Regions from separate parts of the Canis lupus genome. Here region 1 is linked to region 2. A link is a contact called in public Hi-C data. All regions are on one chromosome and are shown on one strand. Each heading gives the region's core, a stretch centred on a gene start, on an enhancer-like site or on the middle of the called end of the contact. The rest is flanking DNA. Distances are from core to core; before and after follow the strand shown.

Region 1 (3,258 bases), core at 78-2,577, 310 kb before region 2:
TTTTTGTTTTTGTGTCTCTTCCGAGAACTAGCCATGATGGGCACCTAGTGGCCCTGGGGAAATAATTGGTTGGGGAATGGAAACACCTCCTGTCTCCACTCAGTCTCCCTCTACGGAGCCCGTTTGCTCACACTGGCTGGATCTTGAGATCTGTTTCATGCCTCCATCCACCCGCACATGATGGATACACAGAATCTCAGGCAGGCCAGCTGCTTGAATCTTGCCTCCCAAACCTCCCAACATATACTCCCTGAATAGTCTTTAGGGAGGACACTCTTCAGAACAGACCCATCATCCAGCCCTAGGCATGTCATCATCTGATGGGTAGTAATGTCAAGCCTCTACAAAGGTCCTTTGCCACCATCCTTTCCTTAGAGAGCCTCCAGGGTTTGGATCCAGACCATGTAATGGTCTTGGGTGGGGGAGGTGGATGGTGGACCAGTAGCCCTCAAACTTGAACACACATCAGAATCACCTACAGCATTTGGGAAATAGAGTGCGAGGCCTGACCCCCAGATTCTGATTCAGCAGGTCTGAGGCAGGGAGGGCGTGGGAATTTGCATTTCTAACAAGTTCCAGTGTAACGCTGTTGGACCAAGGACTGTGCTTTGAAAATCACCGGTGTAGACTTAGAAATGGTGCTGCCTCCGTCATCCCTTCCCCTTGCTCTGCCGGTTGTAATGCTCTGGTTTGCAAACTTTCATGCATATAAGAATCACCAACTGTTCTTATGAAAGCACAGATCCTTGGTCCTCAGCCCCAAAGATTTTGATTTAGTAGATTTGAGTGGAACCAGGAATCTGAACTTCTAGAAAACTCTCAGATCATACGGATGCAGCTGGGTCAAGGTCCAGACTTTGAGATCATTGCACAGTGGTGCTCAGTCTGGACTGGATTCAAATCACCTGACCCTGGACCACACTGGTCAGCAGGGGCCTGGGGACAGGTAGTTTTAAAGTTCCCAGAGGGATTCTACTGTGCAGCCAGGGTCTCCAATCAGGGCCACTTCTAGAGGCTGTTGAGCCCCCCGCCATCCTAGAGTCCCCAGTGGGTTTTGATAAGTAGGCTTGCCGTGGGTGCAGCGAGAAGCACTGCAAGGTGCCTGGACGCGGAAGAGGTATGCACAGGAGGCACAGAGAATCCTCAGAAGTGATGCTTGCCTCTTCCTCCACGTTGTTGGGTCCTGGCCCTGCACCCCAAAGGAGACTAGATTTTAAAAAAAAAAATGAAACCACTAAACAGGAAACATCTGGCCCAGGAGGCTGAGCAGACAAGCAAGGTTTTGCATTGGCCCCGGAAACCTGCCAGGCACGCAGCCTGGGCCCTAGAAAGGAAGCCACTGGAGCAGCTGGGTGGTCAGCGGCGCCCCCGGCTCACGCTGCTGCTCTCAGGCAGGGGTCTCCCCGGCCCTGCGGCGCGGGCAGCGCTGGCCTTCGTGAGCGGCACGGTGAGAAGCGGCAGGTGTGCTGTGTGAGCAGGTACGGAGCGGGCCAGGGCTCCCCCAGTCCCCAACCCGGGGAAGGAAGTGGAAGTGGAAGTGGAAGGGGCCAGGAGCAGTCGGTGCTGCCGCAGGTAGACAGACAGGTGGGCAGGCGAGCCCTGCGTGCGGGAAGCCCAGGCCAGGTAGATGTTCGAGGTAAGATACAGAGACAGAAGAGCAGAACACAGGGAAACGTGGGGAAGCAGGTGGCGGGAGGCCAGGCAGTCCCATAACAGGAAGGGGCCAGGGACGGGCGGTGTCGCTTCTGGCATGAGGCTCCTCCCCTCCGTGAACGGCCAGGGCCAGGGGCCAGTTGTCACTCTTCTCCCCAGCTCTGGCTTCTGGAGGAGTCTGTCTGAATCAGGAGGCCCCACCAGAATGTTCCAGAGAGCATCACCTCTAGTGTGGCCTGAGCTGATGTGGGGAGCAGGGTCGTGGGGGTCGAGGGGAGCAGATCAGGGGGCCAGGCCGACACTACCAGAATCTTGGGGGGTGGGCACTGGCAGGAGTAGCCATCAGTGCTCCCCGAGGGGTGAGGCCAAGGAGGGGCGCCCTGCAGCAGAAGGTGGAGAGGGGCGCTCGTGCCAGGAGTGCGGGTGCCCTAGCAGATAACAAGGGTGCAGGTGCCCCGGCGCACCAGGTCCCCTAAAGGGTTATGAGGTGGGAGCCCCCTCTCCCCCGGCACCATTATGTTGTCACCCAAGGGTATCTTGTCCCCGGGGTCAGAGTTGGCCTATTTCCACGCAATTCTGGAGCTGACACATTTCCACTGTGCTCCTGGCGCACGGAGGAGCTGTGGGATCGTACTGGGCCCATCTGATTGCTGAACTGAGAGACACTGGGGTGCGGCTGGTTTCTGGCAGCGCTGGTGCAGAGCTCGGCACCCCGGAACATGGGGCCCAGGACTGAGGTGAGGACCTGGGGGGCAGGACAGGGAGCCCAGGGCTGTGGCAGAGGGACCCAGCGGCATTCCTGGGCCCCTAGCCTCCCACTCTCCTGGGTCACCACCCTGGCCCCCTGACCCCGGCCCCCAGGACCTCAACAGGAATAGACTGATCCCCTCGCGGAGGGGGGGGGCGGGGTCTGCATGTGCAGGGGAGTGAGACACTGGCAGACACAGTCACCCCAGAGAGATACGCAGCACTGCCACCCCCACTTTCTCCTGTCCCCCAGTTCTACCCCCTTTCCTCTCCCGCCGGCCACCCCAGCCCCTGGTAGGCAAGCCATGCACGGGTTAAGGTGCTATAGGGTCTGTGCCGCCCCTGCACGCAGGGCCAGGGCCAACCTCACAAGGCCTGTGCAGTCACAGGGGCTGCACAGTCGCTTTCACACTCTTCTGTCACCCTCTCAAAACCCTTACTGATTTTTGCACTGGGCCCCGTGAATCATGTCTCGCTGGGGCCCGGAGATCTCTGTGCCACAGCGACAGCATGAAGCTCCCCCCTGCTTTTTGTGCCCCTCCCTCACCCATGGCAGTGTAGGCAGCGATGTGACATTCTGTATACACAGAGGGAAGAGAAGGGCGCACATGCAAGGAAGGAGGCAAACGCACAGAGAGGGGGCACCTGCCATTCTGAGGCCCAGCACCCCTGGGCTCCGTGGTGCAGGGTCTGGAATGAGCCAGAAGACACCGGTGACCTGAATCTGGCAAAAATTTCTTGGTAGCCTCCATATTCTTTAGGCAAACTAATTTTTACATAAGCTGTGATGTTGACCGTCCAACTTACCGGTTTAATTTTATGTTGTCTGGTATTGCTAGTTCCGTCTGGGTGGGTCTT
Region 2 (3,200 bases), core at 331-2,830:
CTATAAAAAGCATATTTTAAAAACCAAGAGTTACCAAATTATCTTTTAATTAAATGGCTTCAAGTACTGTTATTTCATCCTTAGATATATTTCAGTTGAACTGTAGAAATTCTCAATAAGATAAACTGCTTCCTAAAGGGGGCAAATACCAATACACACCCTATTTTACTTAAAAAAAAAAAAAAAAAGAAAGAAAGAAAAAGAAAAAAGAAAAAAAAGGGATCCCTGGATGGCTCAGTGGTTTAGTGCCTGCCTTTGGTCCAGGGCGTGATTCTGGGGTCGTGGGATAGAGTCCCATTATCAGGCTCCCTACATGAAGCCTGCTTCTCCCTCTGCCTGTGTCTCTGCCTCTCTCTCTCTGTGTCACTCGTGAATAAATAAATTAACATCTTTTTTTTTTTAAGGAAAAAATTTTAAAAAGCAAATAAAAATTAAACTGGTAAATGTCAGAATTTGATTAGAAATTAAGCGTGGCTGTGGACTCTTTTTTCCCCTGCCTTCCACAAAGCCCACAGCAATCTGCACTCCCTCCTCCTTCAAGCTGTCATACTGGGATTGGTCACTGTCCATTCTGAACCCACTACTTTCTACAGGACTGGAGAAAAAACCGTTAAAAATGTTTTTTCTTCTAATGGTTATTAGAACGGTAAAACAGCCAGTGCTTATTTTACCTTTGAAACTGAGATCACACTTACCATGGAAAAAAACATAAGCAAATGCAAGCTTTAAAAACTTCAAGGGCGATAAGTACCGAAGGGCATTTTCCAACCTACGTTCTACCTTGACTTCTCAATCGCGGTCCAACGACTCCTCAAGGACGGAATCTTAACACACGTCAAGAACCACAAGATCAAGCAAAGCCTTTTTCCCCCGCCTGAGACCACCTGGGCGTCACCGCTCAGGTATCGGCCGCATGAAACGCACGTTCGCCCCATCTCCCCATCGCTTCGGCACCGGGCACCAAGAGACGGCCTGCTGAAGTACTGACAGGAGCGCCTTCGTTTATGGCTTTGCCCCGAACCGACCTCGGGGCAGAGGAGGAAGAGGAGAAATGCCGGGGCCTGCTGACCTTCAGACAATGTCAGGTCGCCTCCACAAGAGCTAGCGACAGTGCTCTGACCTTCAGCGGGGTCGAGCCTCGCCGTTTCCGAGCGGGCTTCGGAGAGCCTGCGCCCCAGCCCCTGACCTTCACTCCAGGACCTCCTCCCTCTCGGACACCACCCCCCTCCCCTCGCCGAGGCCCCATCTCCGGACGGCCTCGGGGGCACCACCTCCTCTGCTCAGCACCTTCCCGCACGGAGGGCGAGCGACGGCCCCTGCGCCGCCACCCAGCCCGGCCCGAGCGGCCAGCACTGCAAGATGGCGGCGCCCGCCAGCCCCTCACCCTCCTTGCAGCAGAGCTCTCGAGTCAGCGCACCGCCAGACACCGCCGGGCCACCTCCCTCCTGCCGGTCCCCCGCACTCACCAGCCCGGCCCGCCGAGGGAGGGCGCGGGCCACGGCCGCGGCGACGCGCACGGACAGCATCTCTGCAGTTTCGCTCCGGGTGGCTCCTCCGCAGCCGCAGCCTCCGGACTGACTGGGACAAAATGGCTGAGCCGCGAGGAAGGTCAAGGCAGCCGGCCCACCTGACCCGGAAGTACCGCCCCTCGCTGTCACCCCCGGCCGGAAATCTGCCTCCTGCGGGAAAGTTGGGGGTGGGGTTACCTCTTTCAAGTATCGTTTTTAGAATTAAACTTAAAAATGAGTGACTAGACCTTTGTCAGCTTCGGCCCAGGCCTTCGTTACACATTTATTTTGACCTATTGGGTCGACCTTGTGGTTGCCCCTGGCGACCGCGTGGGTAGCGGAACCCGCTGGGATGCGGTTCTCAGGCTTGGTGACTGTGGAGTCGTCACCCTTTACTGGGGCGGCAGCTGGTTGGAAGGTGATGGGAGGTTGACGGTGTGGGGTCCGAGGCTACAGCTTTTAAAGCTTTATAGCAACAGAAAACAGTTCATCACCGGAAACTTGCCGAACTGATTAATCCATAGATCTCTGGCCCCATTCCCCAGACCCTCTTAAAGTCGAAAATTAGGAGCAATCTGATTTTGAGAGAAGAGCCCATACCATTCTAGGTGATCCGTGAAGCACTTAGATTGCAAAGTCGTAGTGCTTTTAGATTATGTCTAAATGAAATCTGTAAATTAGAACAAATTGCTTAAAAAATGGTAATAAACACAAAGAGCCGAAGAAGAGTGGTTGCCAATTCTACTGAGAATGGTGCAGTTTGGACAAGGATTCAAAGTCCTCTAATTAGCAGCTAGTTTCATGAGAGTGTTTAAATTTGGAATAAAATGGAAATTATGAAGAAAAAAACTCCTTCCCGTACCTACACATTAACACTGGGGCAGAGCTACCCCCCTCCACACACACACAGAATTTTGGTGATATTGAGATTTTTTTTTTTTTTTTTTTTGTGATATGCACAGGATTGGCAGGGGGATATTGGATGTCTTATCTGGTTTACGCCCAAAACCTTAATTTGGGTGAGACATATGAATATCTGTATTAAAAGGCTCATATCCCAAAATATAGCTTGCAAATGTATAGTCAGCAATCCCTTTCTCTAATATTCTATTCCATTTTCAAGGTGAATATCCTTCTTGTCATGGATAAAAATAGGCTAATGGGAAAAAATTAGTTTGTGAAAACAAAAATGACTGAGGCTTATTCTGTGGAATTCGTAGCGATGAAAGCGGACAAAGGGCCTAAAGATAACTTTTTCCCCCATAATCTGGGGCTGGACCAACTTACTTGAAATTTGATTACTGAGAAGAGACATATATGACTAGAACAAAAAGGCTTCCCAGCAAGCCATACAATATGGTGTTGGCTAGTTAGTAAAATTCTTTTGAAAACTAATTTAATCATTTTAAATAAGCATGTGACTTAAAAGTATTTATTGCTAAGACTGAGCAACAATTTGATGTTAAAACACATATATCAGACCACTGAGTAAGCACATGGTCTATCTTTCCTGTTGTTTCACAGTATACTACAGGAGGCTGCAGGCCGCACTGTGGTCTAACTAGCCTTCGAAGATAAAATAATTGAAGCCAGAACATTATGGTCAGATTCTAGCTCTACTACCTAATCTTGGTCAAGTCATTTAATCCATGTATGTGTGTGGTTTTTAATGTGAAATTTGTAGAATAAGGT

Evidence for each region. A called contact is a pair of places that touch in the nucleus more often than the background predicts.
Region 1: a contact with region 2 is called in a Hi-C map of blood, with 2.9 times the contacts expected there. The contact joins the promoter of SLC14A1 here to the promoter of ATP5F1A in region 2. A contact is called at or near these places in 4 of 9 Hi-C or Micro-C datasets (amygdala, blood and skin fibroblasts).

Annotation. Positions count from the first base shown.
Region 1 is chr7:45,415,314-45,418,571 of UU_Cfam_GSD_1.0, reverse strand. SLC14A1 (urea transporter 1) reads left to right here and starts at 1,327. Exons shown (of 9, transcript XM_038543383.1): 1 at 1,327-1,478. It overlaps LOC119872583 (a long non-coding RNA gene), which reads right to left. Exons shown (of 3, transcript XR_005362428.1): 1 at 3,208-3,258.
Region 2 is chr7:45,106,424-45,109,623 of UU_Cfam_GSD_1.0, reverse strand. It overlaps ATP5F1A (ATP synthase F1 subunit alpha), which reads right to left and starts at 1,580. Exons shown (of 12, transcript NM_001287154.1): 1 at 1,467-1,580. The coding sequence starts at 1,526.